Regions from separate parts of the Arachis hypogaea genome. Here region 2 is linked to region 1. A link is a contact called in public Hi-C data. All regions are on one chromosome and are shown on one strand. Each heading gives the region's core, a stretch centred on a gene start, on an enhancer-like site or on the middle of the called end of the contact. The rest is flanking DNA. Distances are from core to core; before and after follow the strand shown. Region 1 holds the start of LOC112715148 (ATP-dependent RNA helicase DEAH12, chloroplastic). Region 2 has its middle 29 kb from the start of LOC112719522.

Region 1 (7,068 bases), core at 3,087-5,586:
CAATCGAAATGAGGCCACTTTAATTCTGGTGGAAATCTAAAATATTTTCTGTACATTATGATCAAACACAAACAATCTCCTTTTGGTTGTCATTGGATGTCAAACAAAAACGTTGTTTCTTCACACTAATCCAATGTAACAAAGAGTGCCGGAATGAGTTAGCGTGAATCTAGAAATCACTATAGTATTTGAAACTCAATCTCAGATAGACATGGCAACAGGTACCCACAGGGTGGGGACATGTCCCTCATCCTCGCCTTCCGCCTCCATATTCAGTCTCTGTCCCGCATCGTCTCCACGATGAATAATGGAGATCCCATATTCGCCGGAGACCAAAAACTCTACAGATATCTACAGATTTTTAAAAAAATTAAAAAATAAAAAAAATAAAAAAAACTAAATAATCCTCTGTTGTCATTACAAACATCATGTCCTGATGTCCATAATCTTCAAAGACATTAACAACAACAAACATTTAGTATCAAACATATCCATAAAATATCTAAAGTACCAAACATATCGAAAAATTACAAAACATAATTCATCACATTGAAAAATTCTCAAACCTTTTTCATGATGTAGTGGTAGTGATGGTAGATTTCGATTTGTTTGAATCCTACATAAAAAAAAGAATACAATTAAAAGTTAAAATCATAAAATAAATCAAGAATTAGTTAATGAAGACTTTCCAATATTTTTTTTTATTTTCTAAGTTATTTTCTAAGCTGAATTACTCGATGCATCAGAGGAAGACATTCTATAAAATTACAAAACAAAACTATAATCACATACACACAACAATCCACAATAAATCACATAAATAAAAATACAGAGAATAATATATAGAACAATTCACAGAAAATCACAAAAATTAAATCACACACATCACAAAAAACACATAAATTACAGAAATCACAAATATAAATTATAATTATAATTATAATTAATCTAACTCACAAAAATTATAACACTGCTATTGTAACTAACAAAGAATCAGAATAAAAAATTATAACATAAACACATAAATTACATAAATCACAGAATCCACAAAGAATCACATAAATAATAAAAATCAGAGTCAACATCAGAAATATAAGTTATAATTACTGTAACTCCAGGAATTATAACAAATGCTTCAGAAATCAAAATCAAAGTAAATAATGAAAATTTCAGAGTTCACACTTCACAGAACCGACTTACCCAACAGAAAAGAGGTGCAGACCAACAAAGACCAGTGAAGGCCGGTGATTTACCCGCGAGACCGGCAAAGACGCGACGACCGGTGAAGATGCGACGACAAGAAGACGCTCTGACGCGAATACGGCGAAAATGACAAACACCCTAAGACGGCGAGGACTCAAGGACGCACTCCCTGGTGCGATGAGCGTGATGGTGACCTCGAGAGGTGGCGATGAGGGACTAAAGGGGGTGGAAGGTGGTGGTGAGGGGTTGGAAGGTGGAGGTCGGCGGTGGTGACTGTGCGTGCGTTCATGAAAGGAAAGGTTGAGGGTTTGAGGATAAAAAGTCTGAAGAGTTTAAATTTTGAGAGTGACAATTATAGTTAACTTCCAATCTCATATATAGTAGGGCAATTTACGTTTTTAAATTGTTTCAACCCCAAATTTATGCAAATGCATTGTTTCAAAAATGGTTACGCAATTATGTTGTTTCACTATATTATATAAACCGCTACTGGCAGTAGCGGTTTATAATTGCACAGAAACCGCTAGAGCCTGCAGCGGATTCTGTTCAAAAAGTGTAGCATGGAAATCGCAGCAGCCCATCGCGGTTTATGTTTGAGAGAAGTTGGTCATAAACCGCTGCTGCCAGCAGCGGTTTATGTGCGTGGGGATGTGTGCGTAAACCGCTAGAGGCTATAGCGGTTTACGTTAAGTATGCATGACTATATAAACCGCTGAGCCAGCCGCGGATTATGCAATTGGAGGTTGGGAGAGGAAATTCTAGAGAGAGGAAATTCTAGAGAGAGGTCAGAGCAAGTTGAGAGGGGGTCCGAGGTATTTGAGCTGCGACTTCCGGCGGGATATCATGGCAGAAGACAGAAGAAGCATGTACCGACTGAACGGTGTTGCGCATGTTGCCGGTTCCATTGGTGACGAGGTTAGTTAATTATTTTGGCATTTTTTTAGGCTTAGCAATTTTTTAGCTAGAAAAAATGATATGAACGCAAGCACATACGGATTTTATAGATTAGTTCCTTTTAGTTTTAAAAATAGTATGAAGGTTAGAATATAAAGAATTTTTTTTTTTGGAATTTTATTGTTTAAGATTTGTAATACTTTTATAATTGTGGGTGTTATCTAATAAGTTAAGTTTGTTGTCATTTGTGCTATTGTAGTAAGTATTTTACAAATTAATTTTGCTGGTTTATTGACTACTTATTTATAGGTTTTAGGGATTAATTTGTTTACCGGTCAAAAATTTGTTGACATTTTTAAGATATGTGTTATTATTAGATAGGGAATTTCGTTATGGATTGGAGAATTTAATTGTATCCTGCATTTATTGTGCTGTTTTTTGCAGCCCACTAGGTGTATATACAGTGTGAGACGGCAACAGAATATGCCCATACATGATAGGATCATCCCGTATTTAGAGAGGGCTGGATTGTACCATTTGGCCAGGCTAAACAGCCATTGGTTCTGGTTGGATGAGCCATTGGTTAGTGCGTTCGTTGAGAGGTGGCGTCCTGAGACGCACACGTTCCACATGCCTTTTGGAGAGTGCACAGTGACATTGCAGGACGTGGCTTTTCAGCTTGGGTTGCCTGTCGATGGGGAGACTGTGAGTGGTTGCCTTGCTGTGGTCCATCCAGAGATACTTACAGAGGAGCATTCTCGCATCTGGCGAGCAGTCACTTCTTTGATATACTTTGCTGTCATTGAGTGGCATCAGGTTGATAGGGTTGTCCCACAGCTTGGTGGGAGTGCAGCATATCCCCGATGACGCTTTGAACATAGACTGGCTGCATGCTAAGGATGGAAGGGGAGGAGATAGGTGGTTCCTCCATTACTATCGGGACTGGCATTTACACTAGGGGAGCAGACTTGATGCAGTCATTTCTATTGAGCGTGTGGCAGATCCGGGTCCATCAGCGGATTACTTAGATTGGTGGTACCGCGGGGCTCATAGGTTCCTTAGCCCAGGGGCTGCATTCACGGATCCCAGGGGCACCGAGATACCTGAGGAGGCATTACAGAGAGGTTCGTCACAGGTCCCACGCAGATCACAACTTCCTCATATGCCAGATAACCGCCGTGTTGAGAGACGCCGTCGTGTTGGTCCTCGTGAGTCCGGTCGAGAGTGGCGATGGATATATGATATGCTGCACGAGGATGACGCAGGAGGGGAGGCTGCTGATGTGGGCGGTCACCGTGTTCGCCGGTCTAGTGCCAGACGTCGGGGTCATGAGGGTGCTACCCAGTTCGGTGGTGGAGTTAGTGGGACCACGGGGACTGAGACTGCAGGCGATACATTCACTCAGTCTTTTACACCTACGATGACTATGGATGTAGATGATCAGATGGGCAGTGCACACTTTTATTCAGATTTTGCTCTGCTTCGTACCACAGGTACCGAGCTTCTGTAGTATGCTGAGCTTAATCTCTGCCAATGTACTTGAAGATCGAATAAAAATACTAACCGGTTCTCTATCTGTGAATTTCACACCGTGGCGTTTGCTCTTTTGAATTTTTCCAGAGCAATGGACCAGAGCCACAAAACTATCCTCCCCATCCATTTGTGAATAACACTCCACCTCTCCACATTTGGCCCCTCCATGGTTTATATAGGAAACCCAATGACACAGAATACACGTAAACCGTTATGGCCACCAGCGGTTTATGCACGCATTTCAACAAACATAAACCACTGCTGGCAGCAGCAGTTTATGAAGAACCATAAATAAACAGAATCCGCTGCAGGCTCTAGCGATTTCTGTGCAATTATAAACCGCTACTGACAGTAGCGATTTATATAATATAATGAAACAACGTATTTGCGTAACTATTTTTAAAACAATGCGTTTGCGTAAATTTGAAGTTGAAATAATTTAAAAACATAAATTACCCTATATAATATATAATATATATATAATAGAGAGTATTTTAGACTTTTTATATATAGAGATTAAACAGTTAGTAAAAACCTCTATTTCCGTCTTTATCCCGTATGTTATACAAACTCCATCTTTATTTTTGGAGATACAAAATTGTTCCCATAACTACTCTCGGCAGCAAAATATCCGTGGATACCCACCTCGCAGGGTTTTTGCCATCCCTAAATTCTCATATACTCTATCTCAGACTATTATAATGCAGTTAAAATCCGAAAAAAGTAAATGGACAAAAACCCTAAATTTGAAAGACTACTAAGGTCAAAAGGCATGTTCATTCAGACTTGTGAGAGAAGCAATATAATAATTACTATATATTGCGAGTGCTGACACGACGGAAGAGTGAAGACCAACAACTGAACAACATAATGCACTGTGCACATACACACACAAAACACAAAAACTCCCATAACCACTAAGCATTTGACTCCCCCCCAATTTCCCTTTCTCTAAACACGGTCTTCTTCTTCTTCCCTCAGGTTTTAGGGTTTTTATTTTTCTTTCTTTCATCATCTTCCTCTCAAAGAAGAAAACATTCTACCATCCCAACGCCACCATGCATCACCCTGACTACAACCATCGTCAGCCACCGCCATTTCGCCGCCACTTCTCGAAGCCAATCGATTTTCACCCTAACCACTACCGTCCGCCGGGACCTCCAAATCCCATCGCCTTCCAGGCTCCCAATTTTGTTCTCCACCTCCGCCGCGGCCGCCGCCATCTCCGCCGCGACCTCATAAACTCGATCATCTCCCAGTGCCCTTCCAAACCACAATCTTTCTCAATTTTGCCCTATTCCTCCGACCATAACTACCACCGCCGTTCCTCGTCCACCGTCGATGCGGCGATCCTCAATTTCCTTCAGTGGGTGGACACGCTCAACGCCGTTGCGTATCTCTGGGAAACGCGACTCGACGGCATGCACGACCTAACTCCGGAGCTGAAGTCCAATGTGATGGTCCCTTCCGACGAGGACGAACTCTATTCTCGGCTACGCGCTGTCTTCGCGCGTCACGTGAAGAGTCTCATGCAAGAAGCGAAGGAATTGAAGCGTTGGGAAGGGGAGAGTGAGCGATTAACGAAGGAGATCGCGGGTATGGAGCCACAGAAGAAGAACAAACATTATCAAGTTGGGGAATTTTTTCAGATGAATGAGAATAAGAAAAGGTTTGAGGAAGAGAAAAATCTGGTGGAACGGAGGGTGAGGGAATTTCGGTGCGCCATGGAGTGCCTACTGAAGCTTCTAGAAGAGAAGGGTGGTGTTGATGAGGAAAGGAATGAAGGGGTTACTGGTAATTATTATTATCATGATTATGATTATGATGCTGTGTTTAGGTTTGATGGAAGGTTGAATTGGAAGAGGGTTCACAGTATTATTATGAGGGAGCGTCGTAGACTTGAGGAGGGTTTGCCAATTTACGCTTACCGGAGGGATATTCTTCACGACATTCATCATCAGCAGGTATCTTACTCTAGAAATTTCAGAATCAAAAGAAATGCTACATGCACAAAAAAAAAAAAAAAACATCCATCACGTATTTGTGGATACATATATTAAACTCATTTTCAATGTGTATTTTATATTATAACATTTATTCTATGTTGATTTGGTAGCTAAGAGTTTTTTTTACATAGCATAATCGTAAAAAAGAAGTGAATTTTTAAAATTTTAGTTTGCACTTATGTTTGAGGAGGACTAGGGAAAAAATAGATAAATCATAATGTGTGTATTTTTTTTTTGTGATTTTAAAATGGCAACTGCAGTTACGGAAGCCGTTTTTGTGCGGAAAATAAAGGAAAGAAAGGAGCGATTTTTGGAGCATTGGCTAGTGTAGTCTCCTGTTTCCTGTTTAGAATTTTTCGTTTGAGGAAATTACAGTCTAAAGTGAACTTGCTATTTAAAAGCGAAATTTTTGCAAATTTCAGTTTTTTATTAAAAGTTCTATACATAATTTTTTATTTTTGAGGCTTATATATCTCTTGTGATTTGGGGTTGCTCTTACTAGTGTTGTGTTTAAACAGATAACGGTATTGGTTGGAGAGACTGGTTCTGGAAAGAGTACTCAGCTGGTACAGTTTCTTGCGGATTCAGGTGTAGGAGCTGCTGAGTCGATTATATGCACCCAACCCCGAAAAATCGCTGCCAGATCATTAGCTCAAAGAGTACAGGAAGAAAGCAATGGATGTTATGAAGGCAATGCGATCAATAGTTATTCGACATTTTCATCCTTGAATGAGTTTGATTCTAAAATAACATTCATGACAGACCACTGTTTATTGCAGCATTACATGGCTGATAAGAATTTGTCTGGTGTCTCATGCATCATAGTTGATGAGGCTCATGAAAGGAGCTTAAACACTGATCTGTTGTTGGCATTGATCAAGAATTTACTCTGTAGAAGGGTTGAAATGCGGCTTATCATTATGTCTGCCACAGCTGATGCAAAGCAGCTGTCTGAATACTTCTATAGTTGTCGAATTGTTCATGTGCTCGGAAGAAGCTTTCCCGTGGATGTGAAATATGTTCCTTCTGACTATGCAGGACATTCTGAGTCTGGCATTGCCCCTTATGTTTCTGATGTTGTCAGAATGGCAATCGAGATTCACAAAACAGAGGAAGAGGGCACTATTCTTGCATTTTTGACCTCACAGATAGAAGTGGAATGGGCGTGTGACAACTTTGAAGCTCTGTCTGCAGTTGCTTTGCCCTTACATGGGAAACTTTTGCCCGGTGAGCAATTTCATGTTTTCCAGAACTATCCTGGAAAAAGGAAAGTGATATTTGCAACCAATCTTGCTGAGACATCTCTCACAATTCCTGGGGTTAAGTATGTGATAGATTCTGGTTTGATTAAAGATAGTCGATATGATCCTGGCAGTGGGATGAATGTTCTTAAGGTTTGTTGGATTAGCCAAAGCTCTGCTAATCAACGGGC
Region 2 (7,068 bases), core at 3,201-5,700, 86 kb before region 1:
CCCTAATTCGAATTCATTAAATTCGATTTATATAAAAATGTAAATAGAGACAATTAGGTAACGTTTTTGGATTTGGGTGATTCAAGTAATTTTGGGATAGCTTTAGTTTATCAACGTAAATTAACCTAATATATAATATTAGTTATTGTTATATATATGAAAAATGTGACTTATTTATGCATTGTTTGGATTAGAAGAATTTGTAGAAAAATAAAATGTTGGAGAAGAAAATGGATAAAAAAATTAATTTATTGTTTGGATCAACAAAAAAATTGAATGGAAAACATAAAAGTGTATAAAAGTGTATGTGGAGCTCATGTAATTTTTTTCTCTTCAAAATTGCAAAAAAAAAAAAACTTATGCAGAAGTGCAAATATGGGTAAAAATATAGAGTTACCATTTGAATTATAATTTATATATAATATATAAAAATATTAATATAATTTTACTCTATTATAATTTTTTCTCTTCTTACTTTTCCTTCCATCCAACCAAAAGAAAATTTTTTTCTATTTTCTTTCCATTCATTTTTTCTTCGTCTAAACAACACACAAAAAATATAATTTTTTTTTATTTTCTTTCCTCTCATTTTCTTTCTTTCCATTTTCTTTCCTCTTATTTTTCATCTTATATTCAAATAATAGCTTAGTATTTATCTATTTATCTTCTATTAATATTGTTACAACAAGAATACATGTGACTTTATAAAAATGATATCACATATACTTTGATTATTTGAGAATTTATTGAGTAGCTAGAACAACTCCACGTCACGAACCAATGAATGCTAGCAATAGGGATGATCACAAAAACGACCAAAGGAGGTATTACTCGCATTTTGGGACTAGATGGGGACTCGTGAAATCCTCATGACATGCCATACGAAAATGGATGGGAACTAGGGGTGACAAACGTGTTGAAATTCGTCGGGCCGACTAGGCGGGTTGGATTGGAAATTTGAGACCGCCAAACTTAAAAAGCCGACTTACCCCCGCATCAGGGCCTTTTTTTACAAATTTTTATGATGTTATTTATCTACAAGAGGATGAAGATGATAATTGAAGATGTTCTAAGTTATATTTTGGATTGTGTTTTATGTTTGATTGATTATAAACTTGAAGATTTTTAATTATATATTGGATAATATTTATTTTGCTTTAGACAATGTTGATTTTATTATTTTGTTTCAAAAAATTTAGTTTATAATTATATTTATTACATATTTAAAATTATAAAGATTTTAATGTGTGTGAATTTAAAAATTATAATTTTTTTATATTTTTAGAAATTATAAATTTATTGAAATTGTTGTGAAATTATATATATTTTTTAATATTTAATGGTTTATAAAAAAAGGAGAGCCCGCCAGCCAATTATTAGGCGAGGCAGAAGAGAAATTCAGAACTGCCTTATTAGGTGGGGCGGGGCGGGCCAACCCACTAGATGGCAGACTTTTGGTGAGACAGGGCGGACTTTTCCGTTTGTCACTCCTAATGAGGACACAGACATAAGTACTCGCCCCATAGAACCTATTAAATATACGCGAATATAAAATTATTAATTTATCCTAATTTATATATACATAAATCCATTTCTTGAATTTAGTAACCCTACTTTCTACCTCCAATTCAAAATTTTTCTTTTTCTTCCAGACTCATTCTCAGTCTCGATCCCCTCTCTCTCTCTCTCTAACTCACTTTCTCTGCCTCTCAAATTCGTCACTACGTTGGTCAATATCATTTCAAAAAACTATGTTATGTTATTATGTTGAAATAAGTTTTTATGTTTTCTCCTTTTGAAATATTATTTTTCATAACGAATATGTTATAAATTATGTTGAATTATATTGAATTGATTATTTTATGATTATTATATTATATTTTTTGTGTAATTTTTTAAAAAAATTTTCAAAGAACAGATACTCGAGAAGATCTGCGTTCCCTAAAGGGTAATTAAGCAGGAACTTGCAATGACGGAGAAGGAATGTGGACATTTTTTTAAAATAGTAATGAGGGATGGAAAAGGGACTTCTCACGCTTTCATGAGTACTCATTACCATATCTAACTAGCAACATAGATCCAATCTGAGCCGATTTAAGAAGGGACACGTGGACTTCATCTGCATTGGGCCTTTAAGATAATGAACCTAAGTCGAATTTGGGACCCTAACAATGTATTTTAGTTGATCTTACTTGCATTGAGGTCTTACTAGATCCAAATATATCTTAGATTAATATTTTGAGTCATTGTTATAACAAATACTATACTATTTAATATTATAACACTTAGCATATATAAAAGTTGGATATATTTACAAGACATTTTTTAATTCAAATTAAAAAAATTAATTATCTCTTTTTTTAGTCTTAAATATTATTTTCTAATGTAACAAAAAAGTAAAAATAACAATAATCATTCACATAATTAAAATAGATAATCTTAATATATACATGACACTATATATATTAAGGATTATTATATGTAATATATAATTTTTTTCTTTTCTGTAATAACTATTTGTATAATTTATTGAACAATTTTTTCATCTTAATATTTAATAAATTTAACACACAAAATATTATTTAACATACAAAATAAGTAACTTAAGTCATCATTTAAGACAATAAGTAAAATAGTGTAAATACTTATTTATTTATTAGTAGTAAAAAAATATGTAAATAGTATAAAAATAATAATAAAGGTTATTAATTAAGTTAATTACATAATTAAAAAATTATGAAGAATTTTTTAAATAATAATAAAAAATAAGATCACTATTATCACATATTACAAAATTTATGAAAAGAATTTTGGATAATAAATCAATTCTCAATAGATTATACATTAATTCTGTAAAAAATAAATAAATAATCAATACATTGGATATTATTATTTACGTACTAATATAATATATATTATCGATTATTGAGCTTATAATTAATTTTTAACTCAATTTTTGGTAATTAATATTTAAATGATTGAAATTATTAAATGTTGAATATTTTGCATCTAACCAATTAATTTTTTTATTGAAATTAAAAAGAGATGAGTTGTTAATCAATTCTAAATTTAAAATTAAATTTGAGTAGAAAACTAAAAAATATTTTAAATTTTATCTCACTAACCAGAATTCCTTTTAAGATAAGAAATTACTTTGTACATCATATATATTGTAGGATAGTATGGTCATTTGTTATTTTTTAATGATAAATATTGTCAAATAAAATTGTGTAAGAAATTAGAAGAAAATGTATTTACAAGTTTAGAAAATATTAATTTATTTTCTAATAGAATAAATTATATTGAATAATAAAAGTTGTTATTGGTTTCTTTTTACATTAACTAATACTCAACGATAGTGTTTTAGTACACCATGTTATCAAAAAATATTAATCAATCTAATAACTTTTGTAATGACATAAATTTATGAATTTAAAAATTTAAAAATCATTTCATAAAATGTGAAGTTTTAACAAGTAACAATGTTGATCATATTATTTTGAATTTAAGAATGAATACGATACCAACAAATAAAATTGTCCCATGTAAATTTTAATAAAGACAAAAGTCCATAAGTATTGCTATTAATAAAAAATTATTTTATTTTAAAGACAAATATAATTTTTTTCTACGAATTTCCTAACTCGGCAAATCGAGGACTAATCCACCATATATTGATGCTCTATTTATTAAAGATCTATCGCTAACTAATAGATTATTATACACACATGATGAGATTCGAATTCCAAATACTTATTTAAGCGGACAAAAGAGATGGTCATTCAACCAATCCAAATTGATTAAAACAAATATTAATTATTTTAATATTTTTGTGTTGTAAAATATTTATAATAATAATTACAATAGATATTTTTTATTTAAATTTTAATAAAAAAAATTTATATAATTTTATGTATTACTCTATACCGGACACAAAAAATACACTAGTTCAATTAAAATTTGATACACCAATTTAAATTACGTATACGGTTTAAGGATTTAATTTAATTATTTACTCTAATTTGTTTCTGCTAACTTTTGGGTTTATGATTGTGATCACTCTTCAACATTGTTACACAGATTTCCTTTTAAAACTTAGTGACATATTGTCGGTCAATTGATTGAAATTGATGTAGAGTCCCACAAGTAAAAAAAAAATAATAAATAAGGATGCTAGATCCTCACATGGATTAATTAAAACCAAATATCAATTCGTTTTTAATTTAATTATGAATGCCACAATTTAAACGTTTGAAGCAAATTAAAATCTACCCCACGTGTTACAAAGTACAAACATAAAGTATACTATTTTTTCCTTTTTTTTTATTTCTGATGTATATCTTCAATTCTTCATAGTGTTTTTGTGTTCCGACTTCTGACATACCTTCTTTGTCCACAAGATTAAGGCCCTAGTTTGTATAAACTTAGGGACTTTTCTCACCCCATAAAGGAAAAAGCTTATGGACTTTGCTTTAATCATGCCCATTGCTGTCTTCAAATTGAATGGACCATTTAATCTTTACCAAAAATGTTGACTAGCTCACTGTGGACCAAAAAAAAAAAAAAAAAAACAGAAATAGTTGAAAGCTAATGCTTCTGGTCAAAACGTTGAAAGCTAATGCTTGATAACACTGGGAAAGATTTAAGTTTTACAATCCGAGTGAAGTTTCATGACCACAAAAAAACATCGGGTGAAGGTTAATAATTTAATATAACTTAGAAAAAAACTATTTGTATTCACAATGGACAAAAATCCTCAAAAAAATCAAGATTATATCTATAAACCATAGGTTCTATACGATAAAAATATCCAAATTCTAAATTTTTATTGACTTTAAAAAAAAATCGTAAATTATCTCATCCTTTATCTTTAACTCACCTATATCTCTTTTTCTTCAAATTCCAAATTAACATTTTTGCTTTATTTCATGGTTCATCTAACAATGGAAACTAATGAAGCAGTATCTTACCTGCAATTGGTGTCTTATTCGTGATATTGTACTTTATATGTATCAGCGCATAAGTCACATGTACAATGAAAACTTTTTTTAGGGGCACAACTATTCTTAGCGACAAAAAGGGGAAGAGAAAGAGTTTAAAAGAAGAAATATCAACACTAAACATATCCCTTCTAATTTCAAATCATTTTTAAAAAAATAAGAATTTCAGTTGAGTTTGTTAATTGATATTTAGATTTTTTACATCTAACAAAAAAATTGTATATAAAATTGATTATTAGGTACAAAAAATTAAATTAGAAAAAACTCTAATAGATAAAATTAAAATAACTAACTGACTTTCTCCTTAAAGGTATCAGGTCCTTGTGCTCTAATTGTTGGTTCGAGAGAGAGAGAGAAAGAGAGAGAGAGAGAGTTTTCAACTATATTGAAGTATGAATGATGCAGTTACGACAGAACTGATTAGAGAGATATTGTTATTTATAGAGTTGTTATTCTAACTGACTCTCTAACAAATTCCAATAACAGCCTAACGCTGAGTTAGCACTATAACTAACTTACTGATGCAATACATAACTAACTACTCTTCTTCACTTATACTATCATGCCCCCTCAAACTCAAAGAGGAAAGAAGTTCAACTTTGAGTTTGTTGCGAAAAGCCAGAAACTTAGCGGACGGAACAACCTTGGTCAAGACATCGGCCAATTGAGCAGTGCCAGGAATGTGATGAACTTGGAGCACACTCTTGGTGACAAAATCTCTAACAAAATGGAAATCAAGCTCAAAGTGCTTGGACTTTGAATGAAGAATGGGGTTTGCAACTAGCAAAACTGCACTCATATTATCACAGTAGATCTTAGGGACGCTCGGCAACAAGACCCGAAGCTCTGCCAACAACTTCCTTAGCCAGATGAGTTCGACAACAGCTAAGGCAAGGGATCGATACTCAGCCTCGGTACTAGAACGGGCTACCACGGACTGCTTCTTCGAAGTCCAGGAAATCAAATTATTGCCAAGGAACACACACATATCATTGGTGGATTTGCGATCATCTGGATCACTTCCCCAATCAGAATCACTATAAGCAGTGAGAGACAAAGGAGCAGCTTGTCGCAAGTGCAGGCCATAGTCAGTAGTGCCTGTAAATACCTCAAGATGCGTTTGACCGCTTGCCAATGCTCCTCAGTTAGGGCATGCATGAATTGGCAAACCTTATTGACACAATAAGCAATCTCAGGCCGTGTCACTGTGAGATATTACAAGCTGCCCACAACAGTTCTATACAAGGATGGATCATTAAAGGATGCACTGCCGGTGGCCGAAAGTTTGAAAGTGGATGGAAGTGGAGTAGCACATGACTTTTAATCAGCCATTCCTGCTTTGACAAGCACATCCTGGACATATTTCCCTTGATTAAGGAGGATGCCCTCTTCAGCTGAGCGAGTGACCTGGATGCCAAGAAAATAATGCAAGGCTCCCATATCTTTCAAAGCAAATTGAAAGTCAAGTTGACGAATGACACCATTAATTTTGGACTGTGAACTGCCAGTGATGATAATGTCATCAACATATATCAAGATAAAAATGGTAGAGGTAGGGGAGAAACGAGTCAACAAAGAGGAATCAGATCGAGTAGGAGAGAAACCAAGTGCCTACAACACCCCTATAAGCTTAGTGTACCAAGCTTGAGGTGCCTGCTTAAGACCATACAACGCCTTAGTCAACTTGCACACCATGGAGCTGTCACCCTGCTCATACCCTTTTGGCTACTGCATATAGACATCTTCAAATAAGTCACCATGGAGAAATGCATTATTCACATCCAACTGCCAAGTTGGCCAGGACCATGAGAGAGCAAGTGAAAGAACCAACCGGATCGTAGTTGGCTTCACTACTGGACTAAACGTCTCCTTATAGTCCATACTAGGACGCTGATGAAAGCCCTGGGCAATGAGCCGGGCTTTGTACTTGTCAAGAGAACCATCAGGTTTATACTTAACCCGAAACACCCACTTCGAGCCAATAGCCTCTCTATTCGTAGGAAATGGCATCAATTGCCAAGTATAATTCCTGATCAATTCATCATACTCAGTATTCATGGCTGCTCTC

Evidence for each region. A called contact is a pair of places that touch in the nucleus more often than the background predicts.
Region 2: a contact with region 1 is called in a Hi-C map of leaf, with 2.5 times the contacts expected there. The contact joins the enhancer-like site here to the promoter of LOC112715148 in region 1. A contact is called at or near these places in 2 of 8 Hi-C or Micro-C datasets (both in leaf).

Annotation. Positions count from the first base shown.
Region 1 is chr10:10,970,318-10,977,385 of arahy.Tifrunner.gnm2.J5K5, reverse strand. It overlaps LOC112715148 (ATP-dependent RNA helicase DEAH12, chloroplastic), which reads left to right and starts at 4,336. Exons shown (of 3, transcript XM_025766910.3): 1 at 4,336-5,594; 2 at 6,155-7,068. The coding sequence starts at 4,689.
Region 2 is chr10:11,056,178-11,063,245 of arahy.Tifrunner.gnm2.J5K5, reverse strand. No RefSeq gene overlaps it. Among protein-coding and RNA genes, the nearest start is that of LOC112719522, 29 kb to the left of the region's middle. Within about 2 kb of position 4,450, at least 2 of the 3 cell types and tissues checked have open chromatin away from gene starts, as enhancers often do.